Linked DNA regions of Mus musculus: regions 2 and 3 are each linked to region 1. A link is a contact called in public Hi-C data. All regions are on one chromosome and are shown on one strand. Each heading gives the region's core, a stretch centred on a gene start, on an enhancer-like site or on the middle of the called end of the contact. The rest is flanking DNA. Distances are from core to core; before and after follow the strand shown. Region 1 overlaps Ptpn13 (protein tyrosine phosphatase, non-receptor type 13). Region 2 has its middle 18 kb from the start of Gm30443. Region 3 overlaps Ptpn13 (protein tyrosine phosphatase, non-receptor type 13).

Region 1 (3,888 bases), core at 248-2,747:
TCTTTCCATGTAGAACTGCAGTACATGCAGCACGTCTTTCTGGGGCTTCCCCCTCTCAGGGATTGGCTACTTTGATTATGTCTGTATGCATTTCTCTAAGTTAGCAACATATACTTTAATGTGTTGGGACATTACCATTCAGTTTTTTTTTTTCTCATAAATATCCAGAGGAGAGGAAAAAAAAAAAAAAAAAAAAAAAGGCCTGGCACCTGAGCAGTATGATGGTAACAAGAGATTTGACAGTGAACGTGGGCGCCCTGGCCTATTGCTGCTTATCTTGAGGTCTACCATAACTCTTAACTCTTCTCCAGGATTTTTTGAATGAAATCTCTTTTAACTTGTGGAATCTTCTAACTATTGGCTTTAAAAAAAAAAATATATATATATATATATATATATATATATATATATACATATATATATATGTATGTATGTATGTATCTGTTAACGATTCTGTGGCCATTCGCCCTGCATGCCTACCAAGGCAAGCCTGTAGGCCAAACCAAGGCCCTGGCTTGGCAGCGTGTGTTCTAGCCCGAGTCCTGGCTTCTCTCATGTGAATTCACTATGTATATATACTTGACATTTATTGGAGGATAATAGTGATAGGAATGATTCAAGATGGCTGGTCACTATCCCTCCCTTCTATATCACTGAAGTAAACACTGGGTTTTGTATAAAGATCAGGATAGTCCTCACACACAAGATCTCTCAAGTGTCCATGTATCAGGGACTTGGATTCTAGGATTTCTCTATTGTCGGTCTTCCTCAAGGCCAGCCATTCTTCTCATGCCTGTGCATTCAGTGTCTCTGTGCTGTCTCTGTGAATGTTCTTTTCATTGGCAAGAATTGTAAAAAAAAAAAAAAAGAAAAAGAAAAAAGAAAAAATCCTTCTTAGAGAAACTGTGAGGAAGGAAAATCACGTTGTAATTGACTTTGGCGGCACAAACTTCCAGACATTCTTCTTCATAGCATTAACATTCCTTAGCCTTAATACTATTCCTTTCAAATGTGCCTTTTAAACAGAAGAATGGCCGGCTTTAAGACCGTTAATGAAAAGACTCACAGAAATAATCTAAAGGGCCAACCTCTTAACTGTGTAAGATCTGACCCCAATCCATCAGGGGAAATTGGGCTGAGATGCCATTTACTGTGACTTAGTTTAGAGAAATAAATACAATAATCTTGTGAGAGTTCTGCTTCCAGCAAAGATGGAATAACAGGAATGAATTTTACCCGACTTCCTGCAAAAGCTGGAATACAGATAAACTCTCCCAAAGAATTTTTCGTACAGTGAACATCAGGTAATACAAGGCAGCAATCCCCAAGGCGAGGGCACAGCTTGCGCTGTGTGATTTTGCTGCTTACTACATTGAGAGAGTTTCCAGGATGTGGCAGCAGAGAGGAGAAACCTGGTAGAGAAATGACTGTCTGGGTTCAGAAAGCTGGTGTCAAGGCGCTGAGTAGTGGGGGTGAGGAGGATGCTGGAGCCCCACAGAAGAAGGAGTCTTTGAGTTTCTAGATGAGTAACCAGATTCTCATGTGTGCAGGGAACCTACCCAAGCTTGAAAAAGGAACCAAACAAAAGAACGAGAAGAAAAGCATTTGCCTCATGTTAGGCCAGTGATAACGTGCCCCCCAAAAGCAGCCTGGAGGACCTCAAGACACCCAGGTATTGGGGTGTGCAGGGGGCAAGTTCCCTGGTAGGAAACAGTTGTTTGCCCCCACTGCGCATTGACCTGGATAAGCTTAACTTATCTTTAATACCTAAAAAATATCAAACTTCTAGTTCCTCAGATAATTTCACAGTCAACTGAACATTTTACCGACATAAAATTCATTAAAAAATGCCCTGGGAGTCAAATAAGCAGAAAAAAAAAATGAGAAGATAACTCAGTAATCAAGACTGACTTATAAATAACAAAAATGTTAAAATTGTTGGATAAATTAAAATAAATTTTATGCTGTATACCAACTGTGTTTCTGTATAAACAAACGTTCAGAGATGCAACGGTTAGGGAAATTTGGGGTTTGGTATAAAATGTCCCCAACCAACTGATTTTTACTATTGAGATGACTTACATTTGACCATGTTCAGTGGTGGGCTAATCCACGGAAAAATTCTTAGCAGAGTTATCTATTAGAGGGCGTGGCCTAGTTGGGGCTTCGGCTTCTGGGAGCATAGGTCCCTAAGTTCTCCCTCTCCGCGCTCTCTCCTCTTCCCTCGCCTTTTCCTTCTCCTTCCTGCCCATTGTGAGGTGAGTCCCTTTGCTCCAGCGTGGGCTCCTTATCTGTGCTGTGCCTCACCACAGCTCTCACTCAGTGGAACCAGATGAACATGGGCTGAAACCATGAGCCAAAGTTAACCATTTCCTCCTTTATATTGTTAAGTTGTTTGTTGTTGGTGGTGGTTGTTGTGTTTGTATTTTTGCCATAGCAACAAAAAATTAACAGAACAATAAATTTACTAAGATTGAAAATGAACAGGATATCAATGAATATGAAAGCTGCAAGTGACCTAATAATTCATGTGAAATTTGAATCCTTGAGGAAGAGGGCAAAGAGGCATGAAATAAAAACTTGAGAAAATATGGGCTAAAATTTTCTAAATATTGTTAAAAATTAGGAATCGTCATGTATTAGTCAGAATTCTCTAGAGGAACACAATTTATAGAATGAATGCCTATATATATACATACATGTGTGTATGCATGCACATGGGGCATTTATTAGAATGGCTTACAGGCTGGGGTCCAGCTAGTTCAGCAATGGCTGTATACCATCAAAAAGTCCAAATGTCTAGCAGTTGCTTGTTCTAGGAGGGTGGATGTCACTGATAGTCCTCTGTGTATCCCGGAATCCCAGAGAAGTAGGCTGTAGCACCAGTGAAGGAAGGCACGCTCCTGCAGGGTGAGAGCAAGCAGGCACAGAGTTAAGGCTTCCTTCCTCTGTGGCCTTCACTTGGCTGCCTGCAGAGGTGTGGCGCAGATCAAAAGTGGGTCTTCCCACCTCAAAAGGTGTGGATAAAAAGTGGATCTCTCCACTTCCCATGATTTAATTAAGAAAAAGAATTCCTCACAGGTAAACCAGTCACTTCAGTTTTAGTCCCAAATGTTGTCAGATTGACAGCCAAGAGTAGCTGCCATCCTTCATGATCCTCAAACATATGAAAAAGAAAGGATCACTGAGGGTGGTACATCCATAAATAAATTTTCTAAATCTGTGATTAAAAAAAAAAGTCACCAAAGAGAAGAGACACACTGATTTACAGAGGAGCAATGGTAAGAAAGACAGGATACTTTTTGCTGGGAAAAAAAGTCCAAGAAGACAGTGAGGGGCTGGAGAGATGGCTCAGTGATTACGAGCACTGGCTGCTCTTCCAGAGGTCTTGAGTTCAATTCTCAGCAACCACATGGTGGCTCACAACCATCTGTAATGAGATCTGGTGCCTTCTTCTGACCTGAAGGTATACAAGCAAGCAGAATGCTGTATACATAATACATAAATCTTAAAGGAAAAACAAAACAAAACAGAACAATGCAGCCAAACCTTTGAATACTGAAGATTTTCTATCCATAGCAAATGGCTTCCATAAACAAAGCTACAAGAAACTGTTTTGGAAGCACAATAGCTTAAAAGAATTTACCTTAAGCATGTTGTTCATGCAGAAGGGAGACATTGGTCCCAAATAGATACACGCAACAAAATGAAGCACTGGAAATGATTACATTGACATGAACACACACATGCACGGCCCATAATCAATAAAAAGAGAAGAAAAGGAGAGAAACTTGTGAGAATTGAATTAAAAATTAGAGTCTAATTTGCTTGCCTCTCTTCCCCTGCCCCATTGTTGCTGTGAAATATTACTGAGAATTTGTTATGTTC
Region 2 (3,730 bases), core at 768-3,267, 65 kb before region 1:
GAGGACTTAAGAGCCTCAAACTCTGCCACACACAAGCTGTGGGGCTATCTGTAAGTCCCTCGGCCTCCCGAACCTTGTTTCTTCATCTATAAAATAAAAAGCTAGATTCCCCTATAATATCACTGACCTGCAGCCATGCCCTAGCTCAATTTCCACCTTAACATTTCTGAGATACTTGCAGATGGGGTGTATCCTAACTACTCCAGCAGAGCTCTTAACTTCAGAAATGTCCTAGCAAACATGGCAGTGGCTGCTTGTTTTGCTTCTGGGCAATATTTAACATCATTTGTATGTTTCCGTCTTGCTTTCAAACCAACTCTGTCAAAAGAAACACATTACAATCCGGTGCTGCCTATCACCAAGACTAAGGCACAGCTAACTCAGGTCACTGCGATCTACAGCAGGAGCCCAAGCAGCGAGGTTGGGATGGTGCCCAAGCAACAACGAACAGAATGAAGAAAAACCCTTCGTATTTCATTTAACAGTAGCCTGTGGCAAAACAACAACAACAACAACAACCTTTTTCCCGGAGTAAGAAGTATAATGGAGACTGGGCCTCAATGAAACAGAGCACTGACCCAGCATACATGAGGCTCTGGGTTCAATCCCCAGCACTTTAGAGAGATTAAGCTCCTGGAGGCATCCAGGCAAAGGAATCCCAGGAGGCCCCAGGGAGAGATGCAGTATCTCCCTGCTTTGTGTGTTTGGGTGGGGCTGAAGGTTGAGGAAGTCTTTGGACATAGAAAGAGAAAGCAGGACTATTAATGACTAGACAAGCAACCATTACATCAGTTTAAAGCTAACCATGATCTCATCGAACTAACTTCCAGATACGTTTCTCTTTCTCTTCTATTCTTGTATCATCTCCTTGCTACTTCCTCTGGGAACTGTGGACTCTCTGTAATCCGTGTTTGAAGGTTTTCTCTGGTTTCGTAAATACAAACTCACCCCGTATCAGAGGGATGTGCTGGGTGAAACATCGCTCACATCTGAAGAGGAAAACAGAAACTCTCGAGCCTTCCTGTTCATGTTGTGAAAATCCACTGCCATTCATCGCTGCGATCACCCTAACTTCTACAAAGGGGAGAACTGAATGTACATGAACTGAGTGACTCAATTCTAACAAAACAAAATTTCTCAAACGCTAAAAAGAAAGTGAAGAACTAAAATAAAAAACTGAACATACAAAAAAGATACAATTAAGCTCGCTGCAACCTTGGCAAGAGCAACCAGGGGAGTGAGGGGAGTCGAGTGTGTGGGAGTCAAGCTCCCTGGCCAAAGAAAACAGTAACACGGAGCTTCAGCATGAGATCTGAAGAGACCCAGTGAGTCACCAAGGAAGGGGAAACCAGCGGAGAAAATAAGAGACAGCCATGCCACAAAAAAACAAAAAAACCACGGACCTTTTAAAAAGAACGAGAAGGCGAGGCATCCCCTCCACAGAACTGCAGGCAAGACCTCAGCAGACATGTCATGAAAGATGAGACTGGGACTGGGAGGCAGAGGGAGAAACTCCTGGCCCAGGTTAATGTTGCTAAAAGAGAGAAGTTGGAGGTGTGGGAGGATGAAGGACTTCCCATAAGGTTATCAGTTCCAGAGAATGCCTCAGAAGGGCTTGTCCTGGAGAGAGGAAGTCATTGTTCTGAATCCAGTAATGTGCAGCGCCTTTCCGGTATTTAGGATTTTAATCCCTGAGCAGGAAAAAGGTTCCTAACATGAGGTGGGGAAGCAGGAGGCCACACAGAATAAAGATCCCTCGCATTTTAAACAAGGCAGCTGATGGCCGGCTTCAGTGTTCACACTGGGCCACAAACAACCTTCTCCCGGAGGGACAGGAGGGATGGGGAAGGAAACCCGCTGCTTCCTGAGGCTGATCACTGACTACATTGTAGCCACTGTGCACTCAGCACTCTGACCAGAAATATCTTATCTCTGTAGTTGCTTAGAGCCACAAATGTCAGTGACTTGAAGCGTCGTCGCCTACTTGCGTGCTCTTTCAAATCTTTCATTGTGACCAGTAAAAACTTGCAAGCCCATTTAATAAATCAATAAGGCTCAGAAAAGCTACTTTGAGATGAGTGTACTTGGGTGACCATTTAAAAAAAAAAAAAAAGGTCATTTATGTTCTATTGCCCGCGGGGATTTCTGGGAGTCTATGTGATAAGCTTGGGAGACAATCAGCCCCTTGAACTGTTGAGAGGAAGTTGTTCTGACCCGATTGCTTCCTGTGAGCAGAGGAGAGCTTTCGATTACAAAGCAGCTTCATAGTTACAGACACAAGCCCAAGATACCCCCTTTCTTTCCATACCAAAAACTGGTGACTGGCTGAGGAGGAGGGAGGTAGGGATTGGGGGTGGGAGGGAGGGCACCCGGCAGGCTCTACTTCCCGATTTCAGGAGACAGAATCTTTGGACTTGCTTCCTGGGGAGTTTGAGAAAAGACTAGGAAAGGGAAGCAAGAAAACAGGATGACCGTGATTTTGAATGTTGGCTTGTTTCAGTTTTGTTGTTGTTGTTTGTTTGTTTGTTTGTTATGTGTTTGTGTTCTATCATGAAAAAGACATTAGTCAACAAAAGAACTAGAAAGTGTTATCAGACCCTTGTATGCATCCTATATCTTGAGTCCTGCGTTTTCTACAGTGGGCATGCGCAGCACCTGAGAGAGGAGGACTGTGGGAAGTGGGATGTTGTCAGAGCAGCGCAGGGGAAGAACGAGACCGTGAAGAGTTCTTAGAACAGAACCTGTCAACCCATCAGACGTTTGTTCAGCGTCCATTCAGGTCAGGGATCTAAATCAGAATCTAAATAGATCCAAAGAGAGTAAGCACCTATTTCACGTGTTAAAGGATATAGTTCCATGTTTGATATATAGTAGAGAGTATCTGTAATTCTTCTTAAGGGCAAACTGCCGTGCCACATCTGCAAGGCAACAGAATTTCAGGGATCAGTTCAAAGTGAAAAGGGTGGGGCTTTCAATCAGAATTAACCGTTTCTTTCTTAATTTTCCTTTCTTTACATTTCTTTACCGGGTGGGTGGGTGTATAGGCAAGCTCATACCAGAGCACACTTGTAGGTTGGAAGACACATAGCAGGTATTGGCTGTCACCTCCTACCTTTACCTTGAAAGTGCCTTTAATTTGCTAAGCCATCTATCTCTCCAACCCCTAGAATTATTAGAACTCACAAGTTGACAACAACAGAAGCCAGAGGCTGTCTTAGGGTTTCCGTTCCTGTGAAGAGACTCCATGATCAAGGCAACTCTTATAAAGGAAAACATTTAATTGGGGCTGGCTTACAGTTCCAGAGGTTCAGTCCATTATCATCATAGCAAGAAGCATGGTAGCATCCAGGCAGGCATGGTGCTGGAGAAGGAGCTGAGAGTTCTACATTTTGATTTTAAAGCAACCAGGAGAGACTGTCTTCCAGGCAGCTAGGAGGAGGGTCTCAAAGCCCACTCCCACAGTGACACACTTCCTTCAACAAAGCCACACCTACTCCACGAAGACAACACCTCCTAAGAGTGCCACTCCCTGAGTCAAGCATATTCAAACCACTACAGGGGCTTTTCTGAGTTTTGGTCCTGTGATCTTGCAGAATGACAGACCTGTACCATAAAACCACGTGTTAGTCACTGCTGGTCTATATAACTGAAGGTAGTCCCATCAAGTGCTGCGGTAGCCATTGAAGTTTTGAACATGGATGCCCTGAGACATCCACAAATAGTGCTGCAC
Region 3 (3,728 bases), core at 1,185-3,684, 77 kb after region 1:
GAGGATGGATAGAGAGACACACAGGAAGTAGAAGGGAGGGACATTCAGTTTGGAGGAAGTTGTTTTTTGCTTTTGTGTTTTGGTTGTTTTGTTTTTGTTTTACATGGCATGTCTCTGGGGATGTCAGTTGAGGAGGAAGGTCATCTGGGTGCTTTCTCTGAGCTAGCAGGCTTTCACCCCAACATCTGGCTGCTCAGTCTGCCTTGGTAAAATAAATGATTGAGATTTTGTAAAAAAAAGAAAAATAAAAGCAAGACACAATAACAAAAACACCACAGTTTAAACAAAAGTTGTCAAAATGTTAAGATTGCAAAATGTTTCCTTTTAAAGGTGTTCTATCAAATAATAAAAGTTTCATAAAACAATGATAGCATTCCATCTTATAGGAAGGAAGTCACTGTGTTTAAAACTTACCATGACTAGCCTGGCATGGGGCACACAGCTTTAATCCTAGTTCTGAGGAGGCAGAGGCAAACAGATCTCTGTGAGTTCAAGGCCAGCCTGGTCTACAAAGCAAGTTCCTGGCCAACCAGGACTACACAGAGAAACCCTGTCTCAAAAAGAAACAAGAAATCAACAGCAACAACAAAAAATAACATGACCCAACCTCAAAAGACTTGTATACCCTGTCCTTCATCTGTGTACATGATTGTGAGTTGTATAAGTTACCTTTGTCACTAAGTGCCTGAGTTTTAGATGAGGTTGCTTTCATATTTTTAACACTTCTGCCATTATTATATTTTTATTCACAATTAGTAAGAAAAAGTGAAGCTTCCAAGAGGTTTGAATCCAGCAGTGGTCTTCCCGGAGTAGATGAAACTGGCCAGACACGACCAAGGTATGGCTTGGAGAGCACTGGTTTCTCGTCTCAGGTGGTTGGTTTTGTATTTGTTTGCTTCTTCCTTGTTTGGTGTGGCTCTCATTAATTACAGTTGGCACGTGACTTCTTAAATTGTCAGTGCGAATGGATATAACAATCAAGGTTAAAGGCATGGCACTAAAAATCTGTGAAAACAGTAAACCTTTGTTTCTAAAATGTAAATAATTGATCTGTACCTTGAAAGGCTGGGGCAGGCTCAGGTATTCAGGGTGAAGTGGTTGAATGAATAATTAGATTACCACGACGTGAGCTATCAAGTAAGAAGTTAATTATTGGCTCACTGGTTGGCTTACAGAGCCGCTCTGGCATATTCTAATGCCCATTTGGGGTTATGTAGCATCCGTGTCCATACTGGAATACTTAACAAGTTTCTTATGAAATGTAAGTGCCTGTGTGTGCTAGATCTGGGGCAGTTGTGCCACAGTTATGTAAACTTTGCTTTGTTTAAACTGAAAGAGCAGTGTATTGATGTATATCACTGCCACATGCACACACACAGCTGCCTGGCCGGAACGCAGAGCGCTGACTTCAGATCTTTAAGATGACACTTGACATCCAAAGTTGGCTTGAAAGTCTATTTCCTAAGCGTGCAGACTCTAAACTCACTGTTGACTGCAGGTGCTTCTGAGGATAGGAGAACCATCTGGAAAATTTCAAATATCTGACCCTTAGCTAATGAATATGCCAGACAGTGTTCATACCTGTAAACTGTTAATAGACCATGTAATCCTAGTGGCGTGGTTACAGCAGTTATTCATGGCTATGGTTCAGACAGTCAAGCTCATATACTAAAAAATTACTACTTAGTGGCCCACATTCTTTTCTTTCACTTCTTTTAAATATCTGTAATATTTTTTTTGTAGAAAATAATTTTCTGTTTACATAATGCCATTTTAATTACTACTTTGTTATGATGGACTCTTTATTATTTCTGTAGTTCTGTACTCAGTATTACTTGCTTTCTTGATGAAGCCACAGCATTGGGATGAGCAGTAAGAAGCCAGTACTAAATTACCTTACACTCAGTACTGGCCTGAGGGAGAAGTTTTTAGAATTTCCACCTCTATATGTCTGATTTAGGAAAATTAAATCAGCCCTTTGTAGTTTCAGTAAGAGAAGGAAGAGAGAGAACAACTAGAGAGAACATGGGGATTGTGCATTGACTCAAGATTGCAGCCTCTTAATTCAGGAGACAGGTCTTCAAAATAAGTCATCTTGGAAACTGCGTCAGTTTTCTCAATAAAGAATCTGAAACCCATGAGTCACAGGAGACGTAGTTTTGAAGCTCTGAGTTTTTTGTATGGAAATGTGAACATGGGGGCCACCTTAATTTGCTAACTCACGTTGTTGGGGAAGAGGCTTTATCTGATGTTCACAGCAACTAACGTAGATATAAATGTGGAGGAGCGAAGTCTGGGGCAGGGTGGTCCTACAGTGTGCACTTGTCGTCACACAGAAACTGTCGAACTCCCCTCTCTTGCCCATGCAAGTCCATGTCGACTACCGTACTGCCCAAGTTCCTACAGAGGCAGTGCAGGCTCTCCTGGCTGTGGGCCAGGGTTTCTGGTGACACATGGCCAGGAGCTCCTGATCGGTTCTCCGCGTAGCACTGTAGTTTTGCATGTTGCATGCATGCTTCCTTATGAGAAATTTTCCATTCCCATCAGCTAGAGTGAAATGGCAAAACAAAGCCAGTGAGTGCTCTGATTTCTGCTGTGAGGTGGGGAAGACATGAACCGGAAATGATGTGTCAGGCGAGGCAAGATGACTAATTTCTAAGCTATCAAAAGTGTCTTTTAGTGACTAAAAAAGATACTGAGAGCTGTTTACAAAGGGTATCTCTTAGCCTTTTCTCCTGCTTTTAGCTCGTGGAGCAGCATTGCCCATTACCCATTGCCTTTTCCCACTGCCTCATGCCTCTGTCTGGGTGACTCGCCTTCTTTCCCAGCATATTAACAAACACCCACCCCCCCCACCCCCCACCCCCCCCACCCCCCCACCCCCCCCACCCCCCCACCCCCAGTGCATCAGCAGATAAGACACTCATTCTCCAGCAATGAGATAGTTGTCTAGGTCTGGAGCTTGTTTTTGTCTTTTTGTTGTTTTTGGTTTTGTTTTGTTTTGTTTTTTATATCTCAAATGCTTCCGTTCTTAATGAAATGTTTTACATCTATATTAGAAGAGATAAAGTGATAAGTCTTTTTTACTGTTAAGTTATTTCTAGTTAATGAAATTCGCTTAATGAAATGTATTATTTGACTTACAATGCAAAGACTCAAGTTCTTCCTGCTTTCGACTCCAGGTGAGGTAAATTACAGAAACACATTTACTCATTCACTCAGCGGCTGCTGGGCATCCACCATATAGCAGATACTTTGAGGTACTAGAAGCAGAGCTGCGAAATACACACAAGCAAGGCTCACACAAGGACGCCTCACCCTAGGGATTACTAGATTTGAGAGCTGGCCCTCAGACAGTCGGAAGAGGGCAACAACACTCCCACAGGGCAGCGGGCATGTCAGACAGTGGGTTCTGGATCCTGCCTTATGTGCTAGTGTTTTCAGAGAAGGTGTCCCTCAAGGGGTGACACTGAGTATAAAATTCAAGTGAAGGAGTGGGAGGGGTGTTCAGATACAGAGGCGCTGAAGTAGGGGAGGGTGCTGGGTAGTTTTATGTTAGCTTGGCACAAGCCAAAGTAATCTGAGAAGAGGGAACCTCAATTTAAAAAATGTTTCCTAAGACTAGGCTGGAGGAAAGCCTATAAGGCATTTTCTCATTAGTGATTGATGACGAAAGACCCAGCCCATTGTGGGTGATGCCGTTCTTGGGCTGTGGTCCTTGGTTCTAT

What was found. Hi-C and Micro-C count contacts between places; a contact is called where the count stands out from the background.
Region 2: a Hi-C map of Th1 cells shows a contact between it and region 1, with 2.7 times the contacts expected there. The contact joins two enhancer-like sites. A contact is called at or near these places in 2 of 39 promoter capture datasets (cranial neural crest and second pharyngeal arch cranial neural crest), 1 of 15 datasets of contacts at CTCF or cohesin (CD8 T cells), 22 of 484 Hi-C or Micro-C datasets (3T3-L1-derived adipocytes, B cells, the CH12 cell line and 14 more) and 4 of 115 datasets of contacts at active chromatin or transcription factors (CD8 T cells, T-cell acute lymphoblastic leukemia, effector CD8 T cells and 1 more).
Region 3: a Hi-C map of Th1 cells shows a contact between it and region 1, with 2.8 times the contacts expected there. The contact joins two enhancer-like sites. A contact is called at or near these places in 2 of 39 promoter capture datasets (hematopoietic stem and progenitor cells and hippocampal neurons), 5 of 484 Hi-C or Micro-C datasets (CD8 T cells, Th1 cells, cranial neural crest and 2 more), 2 of 115 datasets of contacts at active chromatin or transcription factors (the SCID.adh cell line and embryonic stem cells) and 1 of 9 other capture datasets (adipose tissue).

Annotation. Positions count from the first base shown.
Region 1 is chr5:103,440,889-103,444,776 of GRCm38.p6, forward strand. All of the region lies in intron 1 of Ptpn13 (protein tyrosine phosphatase, non-receptor type 13), which reads left to right. Among named protein-coding and RNA genes, the nearest start is that of Ptpn13, 18 kb to the left of the region's middle. Within about 2 kb of position 1,498, at least 22 of the 459 cell types and tissues checked have an H3K27ac peak or open chromatin away from gene starts, as enhancers often do. A contact at or near this core is called in CD8 T cells, Th1 cells and effector CD8 T cells, where this site is marked.
Region 2 is chr5:103,375,779-103,379,508 of GRCm38.p6, forward strand. No RefSeq gene overlaps it. Among named protein-coding and RNA genes, the nearest start is that of Gm30443, 18 kb to the left of the region's middle. Within about 2 kb of position 2,018, at least 122 of the 459 cell types and tissues checked have an H3K27ac peak or open chromatin away from gene starts, as enhancers often do. A contact at or near this core is called in CD8 T cells, Th1 cells and effector CD8 T cells, where this site is marked.
Region 3 is chr5:103,516,732-103,520,459 of GRCm38.p6, forward strand. Ptpn13 (protein tyrosine phosphatase, non-receptor type 13) reads left to right here. Exons shown (of 48, transcript NM_011204.2): 9 at 757-838. Among named protein-coding and RNA genes, the nearest start is that of Ptpn13, 93 kb to the left of the region's middle. Within about 2 kb of position 2,435, at least 45 of the 459 cell types and tissues checked have an H3K27ac peak or open chromatin away from gene starts, as enhancers often do. A contact at or near this core is called in Th1 cells, where this site is marked.